Linked DNA regions of Pan troglodytes: all the other regions are linked to region 2. The links are chromatin contacts, called in public HiChIP or PLAC-seq maps. All regions are on one chromosome and are shown on one strand. Each heading gives the region's core, a stretch centred on a gene start, on an enhancer-like site or on the middle of the called end of the contact. The rest is flanking DNA. Distances are from core to core; before and after follow the strand shown. Region 1 holds the start of PWP2 (PWP2 small subunit processome component). Region 2 holds the start of RRP1 (ribosomal RNA processing 1). Region 3 holds the start of GATD3 (glutamine amidotransferase class 1 domain containing 3).

Region 1 (2,896 bases), core at 285-2,784, 320 kb after region 2:
ACTGTAATTGGATGTTTATTGTTTTTATATAAAGTAAGTTGTATGTGTTTGAGCCAAGCTGGTTTGGTTGATAAAGAGATGTTAAATAATTGTGAAGCCAGATATGCAATGTGTATCTGAAAAGCAAGGAATTTGCAGCCGTTTTACAAATATCTGTGGAACATGTAAATACTGTCAAATGGAAAATAAAATGTTATAATTTTTGTGAATTTCATGGGATGTCCTATGATTGGAAAAATTATAACTCTTCTGATTCTAATGTGGAAATTGTTGTATTTAATCTGAAAATGACTTTACCTACAACAGTTCCATTGTCAGCACAGCCTAGGAGGGTCAGATTCCTGTATTAATTACTCTTAGTGGAGATGCCAGATATCCCATACAGAATTAGCAGAGAAAATACACACAGGCTTCTATTCAAATTTTCTTTAGTGCTTAAAATTAAGTTTTAAAATGAAATCAGACACTGCAGGTTTGTATATAAAATGAAAAGCTATACTACTTTTTATAAAAGGGCAAACTGGGCTGATGTAAATGTTTTACTTTCAACTGTGTTCTTTAAAATAAATCCTACCTGGTTTTTAAATTTTATTTTTCATGAAAATGCTCCTTTCTCTACATTTATTCATCCTATATACATCAGGCTGTAAGACCCCCCCCAGGCATCATTAATACAATGTGTTGGGATTCTGTGACTGGAAAAGGTGACAAGTTGGTGACTTTGACACTGCAGGTATTCCATTTTCATGGTTTACTATGAAAAGTCATTTTTCATATTATGTAATATATTGTTAGATTAAAACCATTGTATTAAGACTGTTTAAAATGTAAGCATTGTAATTCTGAAAATACACATTTTAAGAAGAAACTATTTTGCACTGGATCTTTTGCTGCGACATGGTGTGACAACAGTATGTAATGTGAAGATTTTATTGTTTTATCTCCCTAGTCCTTGTTCCTGACTCTTGGGCATAGATTATTTGCCTTTTGGGAAACATTCGGATTTTTTTTTTTTTTTTTTTTTTTTTTTTTTTGAGACAGTCATGCTCTGTTGCCTAGGCTGGAGTGCAATGGCGCGATCTGGGCTCACTGCAGCCTCCGCCTCCCAGGTTCAAGCCATTCTCCTGCCTCAGCCTCCCGAGTAGCTGGGACTACAGGCATGCGCCTCATTTTTGTACTTCAGTACAGATGGTGTTTCACCATGTTGGCCAGGCTAGTCTCGAACTGCTGACCTCAGGTCATCCACCCGCCTCAGTCTCCCAGGCGTGAGCCACCGCACCGGCCAGCATTCGGAACTTTATTCATAATTCCTTACCCAATAGTTCACAAGAACGAAGACATTTGGGTGTGCAGAGCGCTCTCAGATGTTGTGGACGCTGCTGTGCCAGGCTGGGCGTCCGTGCGGAGCGCGCCCAGCGCTGGAGCGCGCCTAAGAGGCGCCCTGCTGTGTGGCTCCGGGGTGTGGGCGGGGCCCGGAGAAGGCCCCGCCTTGGGAGGGGTTGGGCCTCTTGCGTTCAAACTCCGCCTCGGGGCGGGGCGAGGGCGACGCAGCTCCTCCTGCCTCCTGGGCCGCTGCGGACGGTGGTGCGCGACCCCGTCCCGGGCGCGCGCGCTGTGGGCGGTGCACGCCGTCGCTTCCCGGAAGTGCGTGCTGTGGGCGGTGCCGCGCGGACCCCCGGGAAGTGTCTCTGTGGGCGGCCGCCGGGTTGAGCTGCGGCACACGTGCGACGGCCGTGATGAAGTTCGCTTACCGGGTGAGCGCGGGCGGCGGGCGGTCTGTTGGATCGGCGCGGCTCTTCCGGTGGACGGCGCCTGAGCTGGCTCCGGGCGGGCTGGGGGCGCGTGGTCTGCTTTTGCGGCGTCTGGCCGCGTGGGGGTCGCCGGCTGTCTGCGCGCCCATGGCCTCGGGGACGCGGGGCTGTGGTGGGGCTCCTGGGAGAGCTGGGACGGAGGCGCCGACGGCTTCTCGGAGGGAACAGGGACATTTGTCGGGGTCCCGGGATATTTTTAACCTGAGTATGGCCCAACCTAAAGGCTGGAGTTGGTGCAGTCGGGGAGGGCACAGCACCCTCGGGAGGGATGAGGAGGTGGGACGGGGCGGGGACGCGGGCGCGCGCAGGCGGGGTGAGAACAGCAGGGACCCGGGGCCCGGGGCTGCCCCCTAACGTGCGAGCGTCCAGGTGAGCGGAAGGGCGGGGAACCCAGGTGTGAGCTCTGTTTCCCGAGGCCGGAGGGAATTCCTGAGGCGGACGCCCTCAGCTTTGAGAGCCAGGGAAGACTTGTCCCAGATGTGAAGTGCGGGAGGCGGGTGAGACAGGTAATAAGAGGGGGCCGCGGAGCCGGCCTGGGGGTCTCTGAAGCGTTTGCTACAGCTGGCTGGTTATGGGGACGCCTGTGTTTCCCACAGTGGCCCTGACCGTTGCGCTTCCAGGGTTGCACGGGCCGCCTGCTGCTGAGCCCACCGTGTACTACACTTGTCCTGTCCGAAACTGGGCGTGGCACTGGCCCCTCAGAGTGCTGCTCCTGTGTCCCCTGTGCTGGTGGAGGCACCGCTGTGTGCCCAGCACCAAACCAGAAACCATATCCACGTCCTCACAGGCCAGGACTTCATCCGCTCCACATTCCTACTGCAAGGTGGCAAAAAATGTGCCTTGGAGCCTGCCTGGCCGCTTGAAGTCCTTCTGCTGACCAAGCTCCTCCCTGAGGTCCTGAGGGCGCTGCCCACTCACAGCTTCAGGGCCTGGCTGGTGCCTTCCCATTTAGATTCCAGCTCAGGTGACCCTTCCAGGTGCCTCTCCGTGACCGCCCTCTAAAGTAGCCCCTCCTCCCACACTTCCCATCCCCCTCCTGCTAGAGAGAGAATATAAGGTGTGCGTGTCTGTGCGCATGGCAGTCT
Region 2 (2,814 bases), core at 280-2,779:
AGGCTGGCCGGGTGCAGTGGCTCCCGCCTGTAATCCCAGCACTTTGGGGAGGCCGAGGCAGCCCGATCACCTGAGGTCAGGAGTTCGAGATCAGCCTGGCCAACATGGTGAAACCCCATCTCTACTAAAAACACAAAAATCAGCCAGAAATTGCTTGAATCCTGGAGGTGGAGGTTGCAGTGAGCCAAGATCGTGCCACTGCACTCCAGCCTGGGCAACACAGCGAAACTCTGTCTCAACCACAACAACAACAACAAAAAGAACTAATTCAGATTCTAAAACCAGTTGCTAAATGTTTCCTAACTTTTTTTTTTTTTTTTTTTTGACAGAGTTTCAAAATCTGTCGCCCAGGCTGGTGTGCAGTGGCATGATCTTGGCTCACTGCAATCTCCGCCTCCTGTGTTCAAGCAATTCTCCTCCCTCAGCCTCCTGAGTAGCTGGGATTACAGGTGCTCACCACCACACCCAGCTAATTTTTGTATTTTTAGTAGAGATGGGGTTTCATCATGTTGGCCAGGATGGTCTCAAACTCCTGACCTCAGGTGATCCACCTGCTTTGGCCTCCCCAAGTGATGGTTGGGATTACAGGCATGAGCCACCACTCCCAGCCTTTTCAACTTTTTATGAAAAATTTCATACATAGAAAATGTCAGAAGATAGGTCAATGAAGACCTGTAGACGCCACAATTGTATTTTTTTGAGACGGAGTCTCACTCTGTCACCCAGGCTGGGGTGCAGTGGTGCGATCTCGGCTCACTGCAAGCTCCGCCTCCGGGGTTCACGCCATTCTCCTGCCTCAGCCTCCTGAGTAGCTGGGACTACAGGCGCCCGCCACCACGCTCAGCTAATTTTATGTGTTTTTAGTAGAGACGGGGTTTCACTGTGTTAACCAGGATGGTCTCGATCTCCTGACCTCATGATCCGCCCGCCTCGGCCTCCCAAAGTGCTGGGATTACAGGCGTGAGCCACCGCGCCCGGCCAACGCCACAATTGTTAACAGTGTGCCATAGTTGCTTATCTGCATACACATATGTGCGTGTAATGATTTACTTTTTTGCAGAATGAATTACAGACATCATAACAGGTCACCTTTACCAAAAAGTTCTGCAGTTATTTCTAAAAATAAAGAACATTTTTCTGCTTCAGGGTATGTCAAACTATGGCCCTAGGCCAAATGCAGCCTCCCCGGTTTTTTTTTGTTTTGTTTTTTGAGACAGAGTCTCACTCTGTCGTCGCCCAGGCTGGAGTGCAGCGGCGCAATCTCGGTTCACTGCAACCTCCGCCTCCCGGATTCAAGCAATTCTCCTGCCTCAGCCTCCTGAGTAGCTGGGATTACAAGCGCCCGCCACTACGCCTGGCTAATTTTTGTATTTTTAGTAGAGACAGGGTTTCACCATGTTGGTCAGGCTGGTCTCAAACTCCTGACCTCGTGATCCACCCGCCTCAGCCTCCCAAAGTGCTGGAATTACAGGCGTGAGCCACCGCGCCCGGCACACCCCTGGTTTTAAAAATAAAAGTTTCGAGCCGACAGTGGTGGCGCCCGTGGTCCCAGCTCCTCGGGAGGCTGAGGCTGGGGGATCCCTGGAGCCCGCGAGGCAGAGGCTGCAGTGAGCCGAGATCGCGCCTTGCACTCCAGCGTGGGTAACAGAGCGAGACCCTGTCTCAGGAAAAAAATACAAGTGGGGTTATAAATAAAATGAGATTAAAAACAACAGATTTTTGCCTCAGAATCCCGACCCACCGCAGCCCCAGCGAGGCGCAGGCGCAGGCGCGCGCTCGCTGGTTCCGCCCATGCGCACAGGCAGGGAGCGCGCGCCCCCTCTGTAGCCTTCGGCCTCCGGGGGCTGCAGTTGCGCGGCTCGGCCACTGCGCGGCGGTGGCGTGCGCCTGGGCGGTGTCGCGGGCTGTGACGTCACGCCACGCGCCGGGGCCAGGAGGAGGCGGGCGCAGGAGGCGCGTGCTCAGTGTGCTGGGTACCAGGCGACTCCGGGACAGGGGGTCTCGGCCGTCGGCGTCATGGTTTCGCGCGTGCAGCTCCCGCCTGAGATCCAGCTGGCTCAGCGCCTGGCGGGGAATGAGCAGGTGACCCGGGACCGGGCGGTGAGGAAGCTCCGGAAATACATCGTCGCCAGGACTCAGCGGGCCGCAGGTTGGCGGGGGTGTGGGCGGCTGGCGTCTCGGGGGCCGGCTGGGCTGGTGCGGGTGTGGGCGGCGGCGGCCGGAGCTGGGGGCCCTCCGAGCCCTGTGGAACCTCCACGTGGCCGGGCCGGGCAGGCGGGGTCCACGGGCCTGTTCCCGCTGTTACCGGCCCACGGCCCCCGCCGCCGCTTTCCCTCGTGGTGCGGTGACTTCTGGTCCCTCTGCGAGAACGCTCCTCCCCAGCCCCCTAACCCCTTTCCTAGCTCAGGCGTCCCCTCCCTCCAGTAGACCATGTACTCCTGCTGCCCTGCTGTTTGGGCACCCAGTATTTTTCCCTCATGGCAGCATTTCCCACTGTTTGCAGTTTTCTGTTTGCGTTAATTATTGGATTGTTTTCGGATTTCCACTCGAGGGTACCTCTCTGAGGGCCGAGAATCTACTTCTTGTTCATGGTACCCGGTGGTTCTCCGAGCGTGGTCCCCCAACAGCAGTAGCATCCCCTGGACATTTGTTAGAAATACACGTTCTATGCCGGGCGCAGTGGCCCAAGCCTGTAATCCCAGCTACTTGGCATGTCGATGGGGGAGGATCACAAAAGCCCAGGAGTCCAGCCTGGGCAACATAGCAAGACTCCATTTCCATCGCAAAAGAAAAGAAAGAAATGCAAGTTCTAGG
Region 3 (2,839 bases), core at 290-2,789, 350 kb after region 2:
GCCCCTGGGACAACTGGAGCTGCAGCTCTGCAGTGGGGTCTGGGAGCTCCTGGCCAGGGGCAGCTCCCGCACACTTGGTAGAGACAGGGTCCTGGCCCCCACACCGACTGAGTGAGAGTCTGCATTCGGCATTTCCTTTCTGAGTGGCGCTTGGTGTTTTTTTGTGCCATCCCACAACCCCATCGCTCCCACCAGCTGATGCTCCCTGGCTGGCCGCTCCCCAGGAGCTGAGAAGCCTGAAGAGGGCCAGGCACGGAGGAGCAGGAACGAGGACAGTCAAATGTGCCAAGCTTGTCTTTGGTTGTAACTGGTAATGTCCCATGTCTGTTATTCTAGTTCCCCACTATCTTGCGAGGATTGGCAGTAAAGTCCTAGTGATGGACAACGCGGCAGTGGGGAAAGTGACAGCCGTGGCTAGATCATCAGATGTGTCTGTAGAATCCAGTGTGTCCCTGTGAACATCCGCCAGCAGTAACCATTCACATTATTTCAAAAACCTGAATTATTAGGTTGAAAATGGGTAAATCGGGGAAAAAGCCAGCACTTATCCAGCTATTCCTCTGTGAACTAACCCATGCATAACAAATAGATTTTTTTAATGGAAGAATTCCAGCTAGGACCCGAGCAGCTGGGATCTTCACACTGACCGTCCATGCTGTGAACGTAAAAAACAAAAACAAAAAAACAAACCCAAACAGCGCCCGGGAATGGTGGCTCACGCCTGTAATCCCAGCACTTTGGGAGTCCGAGGCGGGCAGATCACCTGAGCTCGGGAGTTCAAGACCAGCCAGACCAACATGGAGAAACCCCGTCTCTACTAAAAATACAAAATTATCCTGGCGTGGTGGCGCATGCCTGTAGTCCCAGCTACTCGGGAGGCTGAGGCAGGAGAGTCGCTTGAACCTGGGAGGCGGAGGTTGCGTTGAGCCGACTTCGCGCCATTGCACTCCAGCCCGGGCAACAAGAGGGAAACTCCGCCTCAAAAAAAAAAAAAACCCAAACAGAATCGGCGGCTCACTTGCCCCCAGACTAACCCAGATCAAGCCCCTGGGTGGAACTGCAGTTTCCAGGATAGAACATCCCGGGGTCAGTAAAACCCGGAGGGGTCGCTCCGTGGGAGCCGGAGCCGCGAGGAGACAGTCATGGAAGCGGAGGGGTAGTCCTGACCCCGCGTGGGTCCTGACGCCGAGATTAAGACGAGTGGCCATTTAGGAGGATGTGGACCCTGGATGCTCGTGGTGAGTTAAGGATGAGACGGAGGTAAGGTAAGAAGCGCCGGACTGAGCCGCCCCGAGGCAAGACTGCTCTGCGGATGGCGGAAAGGGTGCGCCGCCTGTGGAGGCGTCCGATGGGGGCGGGGCTGGGGGCCCCGGGAGTCACCAGCATCCCTCAGCCTCGAGCACGAGCCCTCAGCCACCACCGGAAGGAAGACAGGGTTCCCGGAACTCTATTCGGAGGCTCTGCGCAGGCGCGGGCCCGCCCACCGGCGCACTCACTGGATAGGGCTGAGACGGGGGCGGGTCTTGGCTCCGCCCCGAAGGCTGCGCAGGCGCGGTCCCGACGAGCAACGCGTTTGTAGACGGGTGGGTGCGCACGCTCTGTGCCTGCGTGACCTTCCGACCCCGCTGTCCTCACCGCAATGGCGGCTGTGAGGGCCCTGGTGGCCTCGAGGCTCGCTGCGGCATCTGCATTCACGTCCCTGTCCCCCGGCGGTCGGACGCCTTCCCAGCGCGCAGCCCTTCACCTCTCCGTGCCGCGCCCCGCGGCCAGGGTCGCGCTGGTGAGTGGACGGAGGGGGTGAGGTCAGCTCCCGCCTCCAGAGATCAGCCTTCGCTGTTCTCTGCCCAAGGTCGGCCCCTCTTCCTAGGTCCGCTCCCGCCGCCCCACGTCGGCTCCTTCACCCCGAGTCACCTCCTGCGGCCCAGGTCGGCCCCATTTTCCCGGGTCAGCTCCCGCGGCCCAGGTCGGCCCCTTTCCCCCCAGTCAACTCCCGCCGCCCAGGTCGGCCCCTTTCCCCCGGGTCAGCTCCCGCTCCTCTCGCAGGTGCTGTCTGGATGCGGAGTCTACGATGGGACCGAGATCCACGAGGCCTCGGCGTAAGTCCTCAGGGGCAGCTGGTCCTCCACCCCGGGGGCCTCGAGAAGGCCTCTCCACCAGTGAAGTTTACTCTTTTTTGAACAGCTTAGAGAAAGCATGTATTTTATTTTATTTTTACTTTTTGTCTTTTGAGACAGCGCCCAGTCTGGAGTGCAATGGCGCGACCTTGGCTCACTGCGGCCTCCGCCTCCTGGGTTCAAGCGATTCTCCTGCCTCAGCCTTCCGAGTAGCTGGGACTGCAAGCATGCACCACCACACCCAACTAATTTGTGTATTTTTAGTAGATACGGAGTTTCACCATGTTGGCCAGGCTGGTCTCAAACTCCTGACCTCAAGTGATCCTCCCGCTTTGGCCTCCCAAAGTGCTGGGATTACAGGCATGAGCCACTGCACCCGGCCGAGAGAGCTTGTATTTTAAATACCCTATCCTTGGCTAAAAAAAAGCAAAAACGACTCGCAAAACCCAGGGAGACGCTAAGGAAGAACAGTTTTTAAGTGTCGCTTATACTGTCATCTAGAGCCTAGAAATGACTTAGCATTTCATTTGAGTGTTTTTCAGGACACACACATTTTGAAAACACTGAGATCACACTCACCCGTGTTTTGCAAATGTTTCTGACGCATGGGAAGTAATTCCCATTCATTCAGTTCTCAACATCATTTTAACAGTTGCGTGGTATTTCTGGGTCCTAGACAGGTTACTGTTTATGTAACTGGTCAGCTGTTGCTGAGTGCTTGGTGG

The links. HiChIP or PLAC-seq counts read pairs in DNA pulled down with a chosen protein or histone mark.
Region 1: an H3K4me3 HiChIP or PLAC-seq map of stem cell-derived excitatory neurons shows a contact between it and region 2, with 4 times the contacts expected there. The contact joins the promoter of PWP2 here to the promoter of RRP1 in region 2. A contact is called at or near these places in 1 of 7 Hi-C or Micro-C datasets (stem cell-derived neural progenitor cells) and 1 of 1 datasets of contacts at active chromatin or transcription factors (stem cell-derived excitatory neurons).
Region 3: an H3K4me3 HiChIP or PLAC-seq map of stem cell-derived excitatory neurons shows a contact between it and region 2, with 2.0 times the contacts expected there. The contact joins the promoter of GATD3 here to the promoter of RRP1 in region 2. A contact is called at or near these places in 1 of 7 Hi-C or Micro-C datasets (induced pluripotent stem cells) and 1 of 1 datasets of contacts at active chromatin or transcription factors (stem cell-derived excitatory neurons).

What each region holds. Positions count from the first base shown.
Region 1 is chr22:44,701,693-44,704,588 of NHGRI_mPanTro3-v2.0_pri, forward strand. PWP2 (PWP2 small subunit processome component) reads left to right here and starts at 1,535. Exons shown (of 21, transcript XM_531577.8): 1 at 1,535-1,754. The coding sequence starts at 1,737. TRAPPC10 (trafficking protein particle complex subunit 10) reads left to right here. Exons shown (of 23, transcript XM_054675317.2): 23 at 1-868.
Region 2 is chr22:44,379,938-44,382,751 of NHGRI_mPanTro3-v2.0_pri, forward strand. It overlaps RRP1 (ribosomal RNA processing 1), which reads left to right and starts at 1,530. Exons shown (of 14, transcript XM_016938625.3): 1 at 1,530-2,149. The coding sequence starts at 2,017.
Region 3 is chr22:44,729,013-44,731,851 of NHGRI_mPanTro3-v2.0_pri, forward strand. It overlaps GATD3 (glutamine amidotransferase class 1 domain containing 3), which reads left to right and starts at 1,540. Exons shown (of 6, transcript XM_054675320.2): 1 at 1,540-1,780; 2 at 2,044-2,096. The coding sequence starts at 1,640.